Regions from separate parts of the Sus scrofa genome. Here region 1 is linked to region 2. Evidence: chromatin contacts called from public Hi-C data. All regions are on one chromosome and are shown on one strand. Each heading gives the region's core, a stretch centred on a gene start, on an enhancer-like site or on the middle of the called end of the contact. The rest is flanking DNA. Distances are from core to core; before and after follow the strand shown.

Region 1 (5,432 bases), core at 2,272-4,771, 78 kb after region 2:
AAATTAGTACCTGGCGAGAAACGTTAAGATGATGTGAAAACGCAAAGGAAAAAAATATTAATGTTAACATCACCAGGATTCACATAAATTTTGTGACCAGTCAAAATTCGGCATGAAATTCAGGTCTTTTGGCTGATTAGACAATTTACAGTTGGCAAAAGGTACACTTGAGTCAATCTTCACCTAGCAAATTTGACTTCCTGTTTCTAAGAAAAAAAAATCCTCTTTAAAAAACTCATAAAATAACTCCCAAGGCTTTTTGCACATCAAATAGCTCTTATAGAACCAAATTTTGATGAGGTAAGTGTAAGGAATTTAGTAACATATGGATTAAATTTCCCTTAAAATAGACATCATTTTAAAATTGAGGTGGAAAAAAAGGTCTTGGTAAAATATGAAAATATGTTTTGGTTTTCCTTGACCCCCAAACACGGTTTGAAAAATAGTTCCAGATGTTCACCAAGCCCCCAATACAGCTGGTTTCACCCATCTCTAGTTCCAAGATATGAACTATTGGGAATTCTGGTAATTACAAATATCACAAAAGTATTAGCAGATATTGGCAGAATGTCAGAGAGAAATGAGGAAAGAGCAAAAACTTAGAAATAAACAAATTCCAGAGTTGAGGTTTCTGTCTTCAAAAACTTAGGGATGAGCAATCTGATCCTTAATAGCTGATGAAATAATTTAAATTCCTTCTTTTATTTCAGAAGAAGATATTTAATAACAAATAGAGATGGATAAATATTTTAAGAAAACTTCTGATATAAAAAGCTCCATTATGGGTCCATTTAATGACAAGCTATATTCAGTGTGGTCGGTCCTAAGAGAGGGCCATCTCAAAGATCCAATAAGACCAGTCTTTAGGAGTAAATGCTTTTACACATTCTGATCACAGCCAGTGGCTCAGTTGATGAAGACGGGTACTAACAAAATTGAAGTCATGGTACAATTTCTTACTAAATTATTACAGACTCACCCTCTTCTGTCAGCCTTCCTCACCAGCACAAGAGCAACTTTCTAAAATTCAGATGCTTCATGCCACCTCACTTAAATCTTCCATGGACACTCCACTGCCTTCAGAAGTAAGCTCAACCCCCTCAGCATGGCACCAAGGTTCTTCCCAGGTACTAGGCTGTCATTTTCACCACCTCATTTGTACTGCCCTCCCCCCAAACCCTTATGTTCTAGTCACACAAACTATTTTCAGTTCCTATCATGTTTCTGTAGTAGACTTGTCCTGCTGAATATTTAACTTGGATTTTTTTTTCTCTTCTGAAAGTGATACTTGGAGGTCACTTGGCTCATCTTTAGATGAGTAAAGAATCTTCAGGCACTGAGTGTAGTGCTTTCAATCCAAAGAGGGGGGGGTAGCATAGACAGAGCTCTATAGACTCATATTCTGGAGAAGACGAGGTAGCCGTGAGGATATAGGTAGTGGTTCTAATTGTCCAGGGAAGCGTAGGTAAAAAGAACTCACCTATTTCCAGGATTGAAAAAGAAAAGCTGTCTGACCCCTTAGGGAAGAAAGGAAAGGGATCAGAGGTTTTAAATCTTCAGGGGATCCATGCTTGTTTCAGTCCTGACCTCATGCTCCTGCTGGAGCTGTCATCTCAGGGAATGACTCTAGGGGACCCAAAGACCAAGGGTTAAGAGCTTGAGCCTGGGCATCCTTCACCCCTCAAGATGGATTCTGAGCCGTGGATTCTTCAACCTTCAAGAGCCATAGCAGCAGGTCCCTGGTACAGCATCATCTTTGTGGAGTGTAGGTCCAATTGTCAACAGTGTCACCAAGTGGTAGCAAGAAGCAAAAGCAGTAACAGACTGACCTCACCCCAGGCTCATCACTCTTGGGTGATTAGGTCAGAGTGTTGACCTCCTGTTGGACTGTGTGAGCCTTTGGAGTTTTAGCAAACTCAGAAAAATGAGGGATTGCAAGGCGGAGATCGTGAATATTTGGCTAATCTGATGTTTACGAATTTGAGCTCATTTTCCTTTGAGTTAAAAAAGTAGATCCCTCCCTTCCTTTTGCCCAGTTCTGCAGAGCAATTAATACCTGCCATACTTCTCTGACTTTCCATCCCCTGGAACGTCCCTCATTCCCCTTGTCTTACTGTCAGCTCAAGTTCACTTCACTAGGAAATCCCCCCACCTCACTGAGACTGAAGCATCCTCAAACCACCTCATACAGACCTCAGAGTCACCCTTTTTCATTGCAACCCAAACTGTCCAAGTTAAAAGACCCTACATGCTCATTTTTCTTCCATCCTAATCCCTCCTTTTTTTGCTTTTTTTCAGGGCTGCACCCATGGCATATGGAGGTTCCCAGGCTGAGGGTCCAATTGGAGCTATAGCTGCTGACCTACACCACAGCCAGAGCAATGCAAGATTCGAGCCGCATCTGCAAACTACACCGCAGCTCATGGCAACCCTGGATCCTTAAGCCGCTGAGCCATGCCAGGGATCGAACCCAAAACCCCGTGGTTCCTAGTCGAATTCGTTTCCACTGTGCTGTGACAAGAACCCCCATCCTAATCCCTCTTCACTCTGCTGTGAGATTGTCTAAAATAAGGACTGCATGTTATTCACGGATGTGTTTCTACTGCCCAGCATATACTTCATAAATACTTGCCCATAACAAGAGAACCAAAGTCTTTGGTCACGAAAGAGAGATTCCCATGCCAAATTCCAGGCTCAAAGACTACAACCCACAATAACTCTAGTTTTGCTTACTAGTCCTTGAGTTGAGTGCATAAAATAGATTAAAATTTGACCAAGGTCATCAGGGAATTGTGTGTTTAGAGTAAGACAGAGCAAACGAAGGAAGTCCTAGGGTTGCTCATTCCCCGATGAGATCACCATGTCCTCAAACACTCACCAAGAGGAAGTGGAGAACCCCTAGGGCATCCCTGGGAAAAGGGACAGGGACATATTCCCAGAGGGCAGATTTGAAGGCTGGCATATGGGGGTGAACTCCATGAGACTGGTTCTGGGGCTGCTGAAGACCGCTGGAGACCAGCCAAAGATGCTGCCTGGTGACAAAGGGCCAATTCTGGGGGATGCTGCAGGAACATAAAAGAGCCAGTCTTTTCCGATTCTTCCTGTACTGGCCTAGAAATATCCGCAGAGAAAGCATTTCCCTGAGTTCATCACTCTGTTCGAATTCACCTCACTCTGTAGCGTGACTTCTCTTGGTACCACTATGGCCAAGTTTCCCTTCACTGATGTTTCTCCACAAGGGGAAACCACATACCCTGCCCCCCCCATTGCACAATGTATTAGTCATTTAAACACGCCCGTCTAAACCCCAACCTCTGGCCTCTCTCATTAGCTCCGTTGATAAATGTATCCATTCTGATTCTAAAAAGAGTAGGGGCTGCAGCCTCGGGATGGAGATGCTGCTGGCTTCACTAGATCAACAGATGTTCCCAATAGAAACAAACTCATTCTTGAGGACAATGAGGTGAATAACTTCTCGAGGTGTCAAAACCCTCGAGCCGTGATTTTGCAATCAGATAACATTAGGCTATATGTCATGGAATGTATTTTTCCTTTCTTGCAAATGATTCTTACGCCTTTTACACTTTTAAGCATTCTTCCCCAAATCAAGCAAACCAAAGCAAAATTGTTTACTTGAAACTTCTAAGAAATAAAAAAGGCGATAGTTTACATAGGTTTTCTCCAAGTTTAAATTGTATTATAGCTGGAAAAAACCCAACACATCAGGAGCCTTAGGGTTCCTGTGTGTAATTTTCCCCTTTCTCACGGATCCTGTTTTCTGTCGCAGGTATTCAGTATTCTGTTGTTTCTGAGGTCTTATGAGATACATGTTCAAATTAAAAATCAAACACGTAAACATTGCTGCAAGGGAAAACCAGAGAAGCTGAAGTTAGCCTCAGTTTTAGATTTTAATGCTGCATTCTACATGCTAGTTTGTTGAAACAAGGCTTTTTTTTTTCTTTGATCTTAGGTGTTAAAATAGGAAAGTTCAGCGTGAAATTGGCTCCTGGTGTGAAATGCAAGACGTAAAGTTCAAAGATACTAGTGAAATCCAGACCTTGTTTTATTCATTAACTCCTATAAGCAAGGACAACTATTTAGCTAAACAAACCTAACTTGAGACCTAACCTGATGGTTTAATGTACCCAGAGGCTGATTTTCCTTTCCTGAAACAGGAACACTTGGGGAAAAGTCACAGAGTGTGACATAAGAAGCTGCAGGTGACAACACATGGACTAAGGGTTGGCCAGTCATGGAATTAGAAGATGCATTGAAAAAAAAAAAATCTGGGGTAGAATACCTTGTGGGGAGGAGGGAAAAATAGGAGAGATGAGTGGGACACAGACCCTTGTGCTTATGGCCTGACAACAGTCCTGCTTTCTCCAGAAGCTTCGTTGTCTTCTACCAGGGAGTTGGCTTTGGGAGAGGCAAGGGCCAGGGCATGGAGACCCATGGGCAAACGCGAAGCATCACTGGCCATCTGTCTGCCCTGTGAGGTTGGCCAGAGCTGAAACGGGCAGAGCCCTGCCTGTGTCATGTGGTGTCAGGAAATTCCTGCCAACTTCTCTGGAGAGCACACGGCCTTGACTCCGGCCTTTGTTACCGTTGCTCCGACCCAAACAGGTACCAGAGGGGCCCAGGGGCAGGGAGGACCACAGTTCCCATGGAGCTGGTGTTTCTTCAACAACATATAAAATGAGCCTCAATGATAGCGGACGAGATTTAGAAAGGATGAGAGCAAAGGCAAAAACAATCCCGAGAGCCCTGGAGAAAAGTGGAGTCGATTCCCATGGTGGCTTTTCTTCCCCCACGACAGTATTGATGGAGATACGTTTTCAGCTTTGGCGAAGCCGTGTACCCCTGCCTGTGTACACACAGACACACACCGCATACCTGCCACCACCCTGGAACAGAGGCTGTGACTTAAGCCTCCTCACCCTTCTGAACACCCGTCAAGTTTGGACAGATCCTCAGAGTTTCCAAGGACAGGGGAACTGGCCGGGGAGGCATGTCGTCTTTGCCACCAACTTACTTTTTTATGTTATTTTATCTTATTTCTTTAATTTTATTATTTGTTGTTGTATCTTTTTTTTTTTTTTTTAACCCCCAACTCTGAATATGTGTTTCTGCAGGAATGGCCATTCAGGCTACCCGGCCGAACTGGCGTCAGACAGAATGTGGCCTTCTTGCTTTTTGTAGGAAATAATTCTGGAAGGGCAGGGCATGCAGCAGGTCCTAAGGTTTAATCCTCGCGCTGTGGCTTGTGGGTTAAGGGCCCCGACGTCTAAGTTTTTTTCTCTTTTAGAGCGACGAGGGCGTCCATGGTTTCCAAGATGCCGAGAGGAACTGGGCACAGACACTGCCTTTCTTTCCTTCTGTGGAAAAACCTGCATGACCTTAACAATTCCACATCTCCCCGAGTAAAAAGAACA
Region 2 (6,065 bases), core at 3,491-5,990:
TGGCTGCCGGCCTACACCACAGCCACAGTAGCGCGGGATCCAAGCCACCTCTGTGACCTACACCACAGCTCATGGCAATGCCGGATCCCCGACCCACTGAGTGAAGCAGGGATTGAACCCATGTCCTCACGGACACTCGTCGGATTCCTTTCCGCTGCGCCGCGACGGGAACTTGCCCACATTCTTTTTTTGAAAGTACATATGGATGTGTATGTTTTAATTATACCATCGCAAGGCTGTTTTCAAAATAATATTATAATACAAAGATATTTTAACTGGCTCATCAAATTTTGGATCCTCCTTCCTAATTCAAAGATCCCTGAACATCTCTGATACGGCAAACACTAGAAATAGAATCCTTATGGAGCATGTAGCTTGGCAAAGAAGGCAAAAAGGTGTATGTTATTAATTGTAGTTCCAGTGTGAGGACTCCAATAAGTATAAACAAAATATAAGTCGACATTAGGAGTTTAAATAAATAACACTTGTGCCATGACTCATATTTTGAATTACGATGAATATTTTTACTCGACGACCAAGATGTCTTTGTTCGCTTCTAGCCCCTCTTATGAGAGATTATTTTACCAGTGATGACATAGATAGAACAGTGCTATTTATTCATGGCAGGTCTTTCTCCATGAGCTCTAAAGTAAACTAAATTTTCTTTTTAGCATTTATCTCTTTTAGGTCTCCAAATATTTATGGAAACCTGGCATAGCTATATCTTGTTCTAAATTATTGTTAACACATATTCTGCTATGTCTGATAAGTGAACTTTTGCTTCTTGTAGGAGGATTTTCTATGGGAGGATGCATGGCAATGCATTTAGCATTTAGAAATCATCAAGACGTAGCAGGAGTATTTGCCCTTTCCAGTTTTCTGAATACAGCATCTGCTGTTTACCAGGTAAGTTCCAGATTTTAAAAGCAAAGCAGAATAAAAAAAGGAAAGAGAGGAAAACCATTAGACACTGACACATTGCAAGTAAAACAACATTGATTAACCACTGCTACACAGGGCATTTCTGAGACTTGATGACCAAATTAGTTTTATTGATTAATACCAGCCAGTCAGTCATGTTTCCGCAAAGAATTTGGTTCAGCAAAGTGTCAAAGGGGTAGGATAAAAAAATGTGTGTGGAAATCATGTATCTTTTATGCATATTAAAAATATAGATGATTGAGCTAGGTTTGTTTGTTATGTCATGAGCGTCATCAAACCAGAGAATCAGTTACACAGCCAGTACCTGTTCTGCAGCAATGTCCTAATTTATGAATATGGCGCATTAGTGTTGCAGCCTCGTTACCAGCAATGGAACCAGCAGGTGCAGCGATGCGAATAGACATGTCATTTTTCCCCTGCATCATCCCTTAGCCCTGTGCGCCTCCCTCTTTCCACTCCATGCGAAAGAGGTGTGTCCTCCCAAGACACACGGTCTCTGCAGGAAGTGCTTCGGCCGCCTCGAGCTGGTCCTCTGCGTGTGGGTGCAGGTCACGTCCGCTGTGGCCCACGGGGGCCCGGCCCTCCGGCGAGTTCCTCAGACGGCACCACCACGGCCCCTTTCCCCCGAAGTACTGAGGCGTGGGTTACCCTGGCGTCTTTCGGCCTCTCAGACCCGAGGATGCTGGTCTCCATGAGGGTCTGAGACGCTTCCCTCTTTCTCTTCTCCCCCCTAGGCGCTCCAGCAGAGTGACGGCCTGCTCCCTGAGTTGTTCCAGTGTCACGGTACCGCAGATGAGCTAGTTCTTCATGCCTGGGGCGAGGAGACAAACTCCACGTTGACGTCTCTGGGGGTGAGCACAAGGTTTCATAGCCTCCCAGGCGTGCACCACGAGTTAAGCAAAGCAGAGCTAGAAAAGCTGAAGTCCTGGATTCTCACAAAGCTCCCAGAGTGACGGAATCGGGACGGATTTGTTCACAGACATGTAGTGTCTTGTTGAAAAGTGACTTTTACGGCCAGAGTCTAATTTGATAAATAAGCGAAAATAGTGAGACACATCAGTAGGTTACGGGCTTATTCGTTAAATGCTGGGCACCGCAGAGAGTAGTATGGTCCAGGTCATGGTAAACATTAATTAAGGCAAGCGTCTGTGCGTGATTTGTCAGATACGTGTTCATAAATATTTGGAAACCTTTTAAGTAATTGAGTACTAAGCAATTAAACCAGCTGAAGTAAAGGCAGTGGGAAATCATGAAAAGGTTTCACATGATAGTATTTTGTCTTCATCGTCACCTTCTTTAAACCACCTTCCCAGCGGGGTGTTCGTGTTTCTGTGGTTTTCAGTGCCCCCCCGTCCCGTGTGTCGCGTGGTTTCGCGTTGTCTCCGCCGATCCTCACAGGGCCTTGAGGAGGTAGACTGAGTGGGTGTTACTGGTATTTGATCCCAGGGATAGGAGGAGTAAAGACTCCCCCAAAGCCTCGAGAGTGGAGGCTGGAAGCCTTCAGGTGCCCGCTGGAGCCCTCTTTCTGTGAGACCAGAGTACTGGTCTGCTCCAGGCCTGGGGCTCCACTTAGGCTCCAGGTCCCTGTCAGTACTCAGTATGGCCGGTCTTTTCCATTTTATCCATTCTCGTGGATGTATAGGGGTGGCACTTTGTTGTTTTGTTCTTTTAGGGCCGCACCTCTGGCATATGGAGGGTCCCAGGCTAGGCCTTGAATTGGAACTGCAGCTGCCAGCCTCGCCACGGCCACAGCAACACCAGATCCGAGCTGCGTCTGCGACCTACACCACAGCTTGGGGCAGCACTTAACCCACTGAGCGAAGCCAGGGATGGAACCCGTGTCCTCATGCGCTGAGCCACAATGCGAACTCCGTTATTTTCACGTAATAGGAATTTCTTGAGGTATGATAAGAGAACAGAATTACCAGTGCCTTGCACACATTTCAGGAAAATTCAGATTATATGAGACACAAAGACAGCTGGTACACAAGACTTTGTGTGTAATTTTAACACGTGAAAAACCAAAATTATATTTACAGAGAACCAGTGTACTGTTATGTATGTTTGATTCTGCTTCACATCTGCCTGTAGAAACACGTCTCTGCGGCTCTACACGCATACAGCCTTTCCCAGGGAAGGGCGGCCGCAGCGTGTTCCCGCACTGAGGCTAAGGTGCAGGTCCTTGCGTGCGTCATCGCGTGCGTCATCTCTGTCATATTGGTCAACTCTGCCATTTAGCTGCAACCAGATCAGGTCCGTTTGTTCCATCCAGCACTGAATTAAGCTGCTATGATCAGAGCTCTAAGCACCAGCCACGCTGCAGCCCTGGTCCCAGCTGCGCCCACCAAGGGCCTGGTCCCATCCAGCTGAACAATTTCCATGGCCTGGTAAGGATGTGCCTCAGGAGGCCAGCTGTCCTTCTCCTTACGTCTCTGTACCGACCTTCCTACTTCGTCCAAAGCATTCATCCAGCGTTGCAAGGGCAATTGCTCAGACTCCATCTGGGCCTGCAAGGCACAGTCCAGGGCGGTGCAGCCTCCACCAGAGCCCCGGCCTTAATGGTCAGGAGGAATCACAAGGCTTTGAAAGAGCTTTACCTCATCTCCCAGCATTTTATTCTGACCCTTGCCCAGAAAACAGCCTAGGACCCCTTTCTGAGGACAGCTGTATTTATTGACCTAACCACCTCACCAGGGTGTGTGGTCCAGGAGAAAGTAAAACGGGTAGATCCAGACATCTGTTGAGTCAGTTTTTGCTGAGAAAGACCCAATGCTCAAAGATACCAAACCCCAGTGAGTTGTAGGGACTGTGTGCAGCCCATCCAGTACCTGACTGCCAGCTCACTGTTGAATCATTTTGCAACAAAAGGCTCTGCATTGTTGAACGGGAAGCTTTCCAGAAATAAAAGCCAAAAATACAATACAGATTCATTTTATGAGCCACAGTAGTGTGGCCCCTGTCAGCTTATCAGACTGGAACAGTGACACATAACCTGAGAAAGTATTAATACACAGTGAGGCACCACTTACAACCCCAAGAAGAGGTCAAAAGTCAGATGTAATTAGTGTGTCAGGAGCAAGCATGGGCAATGCCCCAGGCAGTGTGGTTGCCTTCACTGCCAGACAACTGGGTCAACTTTCGTCAGGACTCAAAAGTTTGGCATGCAACGGCAGGCCGTATATCAAAAACACTGGCTCCTTTGCTTTGTATCCAGTATAATGGTTGATGTGTCACCGTGTCTAGTCTGCTGATGGCTTAAGTAAGCAGTGCTGGCAGTCTGGCCGTCCAGTCTCGACCAGCAGCTTGACTCCAGTCAGTTTCAGCAGAAAAGTGGGTCCCTCTACATAAGTGACTCAGATGGTTCAATCAGCAGCCACTGTTTATTTCCTGGGTTAGCAGAGCCAAAGGGAGGGGGGGCTGTCTTTAATCTTCCAGTCTGTGGTTCGCTAAGTGACAGTCCAAATAATCAGGCCATGACAACAACTCAAGAGTCAGTAAAAATATAATGAGGTTGATCCAATGTTGTGTTTGCCAGAGCTATGAGGGCAACCTCGAGTTTTGCCCACTGAGCAGAAAGACCCTGTCCACTTTCAGTTCTGAGTCGCTGGCCCTGAGCCCAAACAGTTGCATCTGACCAGTGGCCACCATCGGGTTTCAGCTCAGCCAGCCACCGCTGAAGCAGGCCCAGGCGTTAAGGGAACCTCTGTGACTCAGCGGCCCTGCACCAGCAGCTATGCTGCAGGTGTTGAGGTGGAAGAGCTGCCATTTTTTCATGTAGAGCCAAGGCGCCGCTGAGGCCAGGCCGGCTGCAGTCTTGAATGTGCCATTTCCACGACTGGATCCTTTTCACGTTGTTAGTCATTGAGTCTGAGTCGATCCATCCCAAAAGGGAAATACCAGGCCAGAGAGTCACAGTTCCTCCAGGGGACGGGCACTCCGTTTCAACAAGAGCCCAAGAGTAAGCTGACAGCTGCTTTTTCAAAAGAGGTCCAGCTGGGAGCTGTGGCAAGGAGGCGGTGAGTGAGTCCAAAGGAGGCCACCTCCGACTGCCAGAGGCTGCAACTGGCAGCATCGTCTGTCACAGAGGCTTGTGGCCTGAAGGGTCCTCAGCGGTGGAGGGCCCGGCAGCTCCCTCCGTGCAGCCCCTCCCAAGCAGGAGAATGGCTCTGGGACCTCGCGGGCATTTACAGCGTAAGCATGTCAAACATGAATACCAGTCACACATTCAGCAGCGGGACCCAGAGGACAAGACACTGAGTCCCCCCTGAGGGCTCCACTCCCGGGTTTACGTCTTCCTCCTTGCTGTGAACTCTTGCCCAAGCCGAGCAGTCAAATTTGGGCATAATCCTCCCTGGAGGGACCTGTCGGCCGGAACTCGGGTGCCAGTCTCGGCCAGATCCACAAAAGTGTGAACCCCTTCTCTTTCCCACATTCCCTGGGGATAGATTGCGATTTTTCATCCCTTTGGAGAACAGAGCCGTGTCACCCTGGCCCCAAGCTGTCCCTTACGCCAGCTGAGGTCTGTGAAAGGAGGAGGGGCGGATCTCAGGGGTATGGGGGCGCAGGGGGGAGACTCCATGCTGTCCCATTTCAGTTTGGAGAGGCATATCGGTGGCCTGCAACAGTTCGGGCTTTCGGAGTCTGTTTCTCACTCTTCAGGGGGTCGACCTCACCAGCCTTGTAAACTCCATCTAGGACCACGAAAGCCTGTCCCTGAGTGCCAGTCAGTGCCCTCTCTGTGGCTTCCAACTGGAAATCGTCTCCAGGCAGTTTTCTGAAGGGTCCAAAGTGCCCTTAAGGCAGGTAGGACCCAGTGTGCTCTGTGGCCCTCTACGCCACCCCAGCGGATGCAGGGCTGGCGGCGTAGACGCGGCTGTCGTGTTGCCCCTTGAGGAGCATGCTGCATGATGCCATCCATCCATCCACCAGAGAGCGGTCTAAAGATTAGCCGGGCCTCTCCCCGTAGGGATCGTGAATCTCCCTTCCTTCACACTCGAGGCAGGTATGTGTCTCTGCACCTGTTGTCAGAAGGAGGAAGGATCCTTCTGTCCATACAGAACGAATGTTAGTATCCGTTATTCTAAAAGGGGGGCCCGAGGCTGAGATTGACCGAGGTCCTTCTA

Evidence for each region. A called contact is a pair of places that touch in the nucleus more often than the background predicts.
Region 1: a Hi-C map of embryonic fibroblasts shows a contact between it and region 2, with 2.7 times the contacts expected there. The contact joins two enhancer-like sites. A contact is called at or near these places in 12 of 47 Hi-C or Micro-C datasets (alveolar macrophages, embryonic fibroblasts, fetal heart ventricle and 6 more) and 2 of 2 datasets of contacts at active chromatin or transcription factors (alveolar macrophages and skeletal muscle).

What each region holds. Positions count from the first base shown.
Region 1 is chr10:9,055,375-9,060,806 of Sscrofa11.1, forward strand. LYPLAL1 (lysophospholipase-like protein 1) reads left to right here. Exons shown (of 6, transcript XM_021064303.1): 6 at 5,306-5,432. The coding sequence ends at 5,395. Among named protein-coding and RNA genes, the nearest start is that of LYPLAL1, 110 kb to the left of the region's middle. Within about 2 kb of position 3,522, at least 9 of the 83 cell types and tissues checked have an H3K27ac peak or open chromatin away from gene starts, as enhancers often do. A contact at or near this core is called in embryonic fibroblasts, where this site is marked.
Region 2 is chr10:8,976,336-8,982,400 of Sscrofa11.1, forward strand. LYPLAL1 (lysophospholipase-like protein 1) reads left to right here. Exons shown (of 6, transcript XM_021064303.1): 4 at 791-906; 5 at 1,677-1,793. Among named protein-coding and RNA genes, the nearest start is that of LYPLAL1, 33 kb to the left of the region's middle. Within about 2 kb of position 4,741, at least 20 of the 83 cell types and tissues checked have an H3K27ac peak or open chromatin away from gene starts, as enhancers often do. A contact at or near this core is called in embryonic fibroblasts, where this site is marked.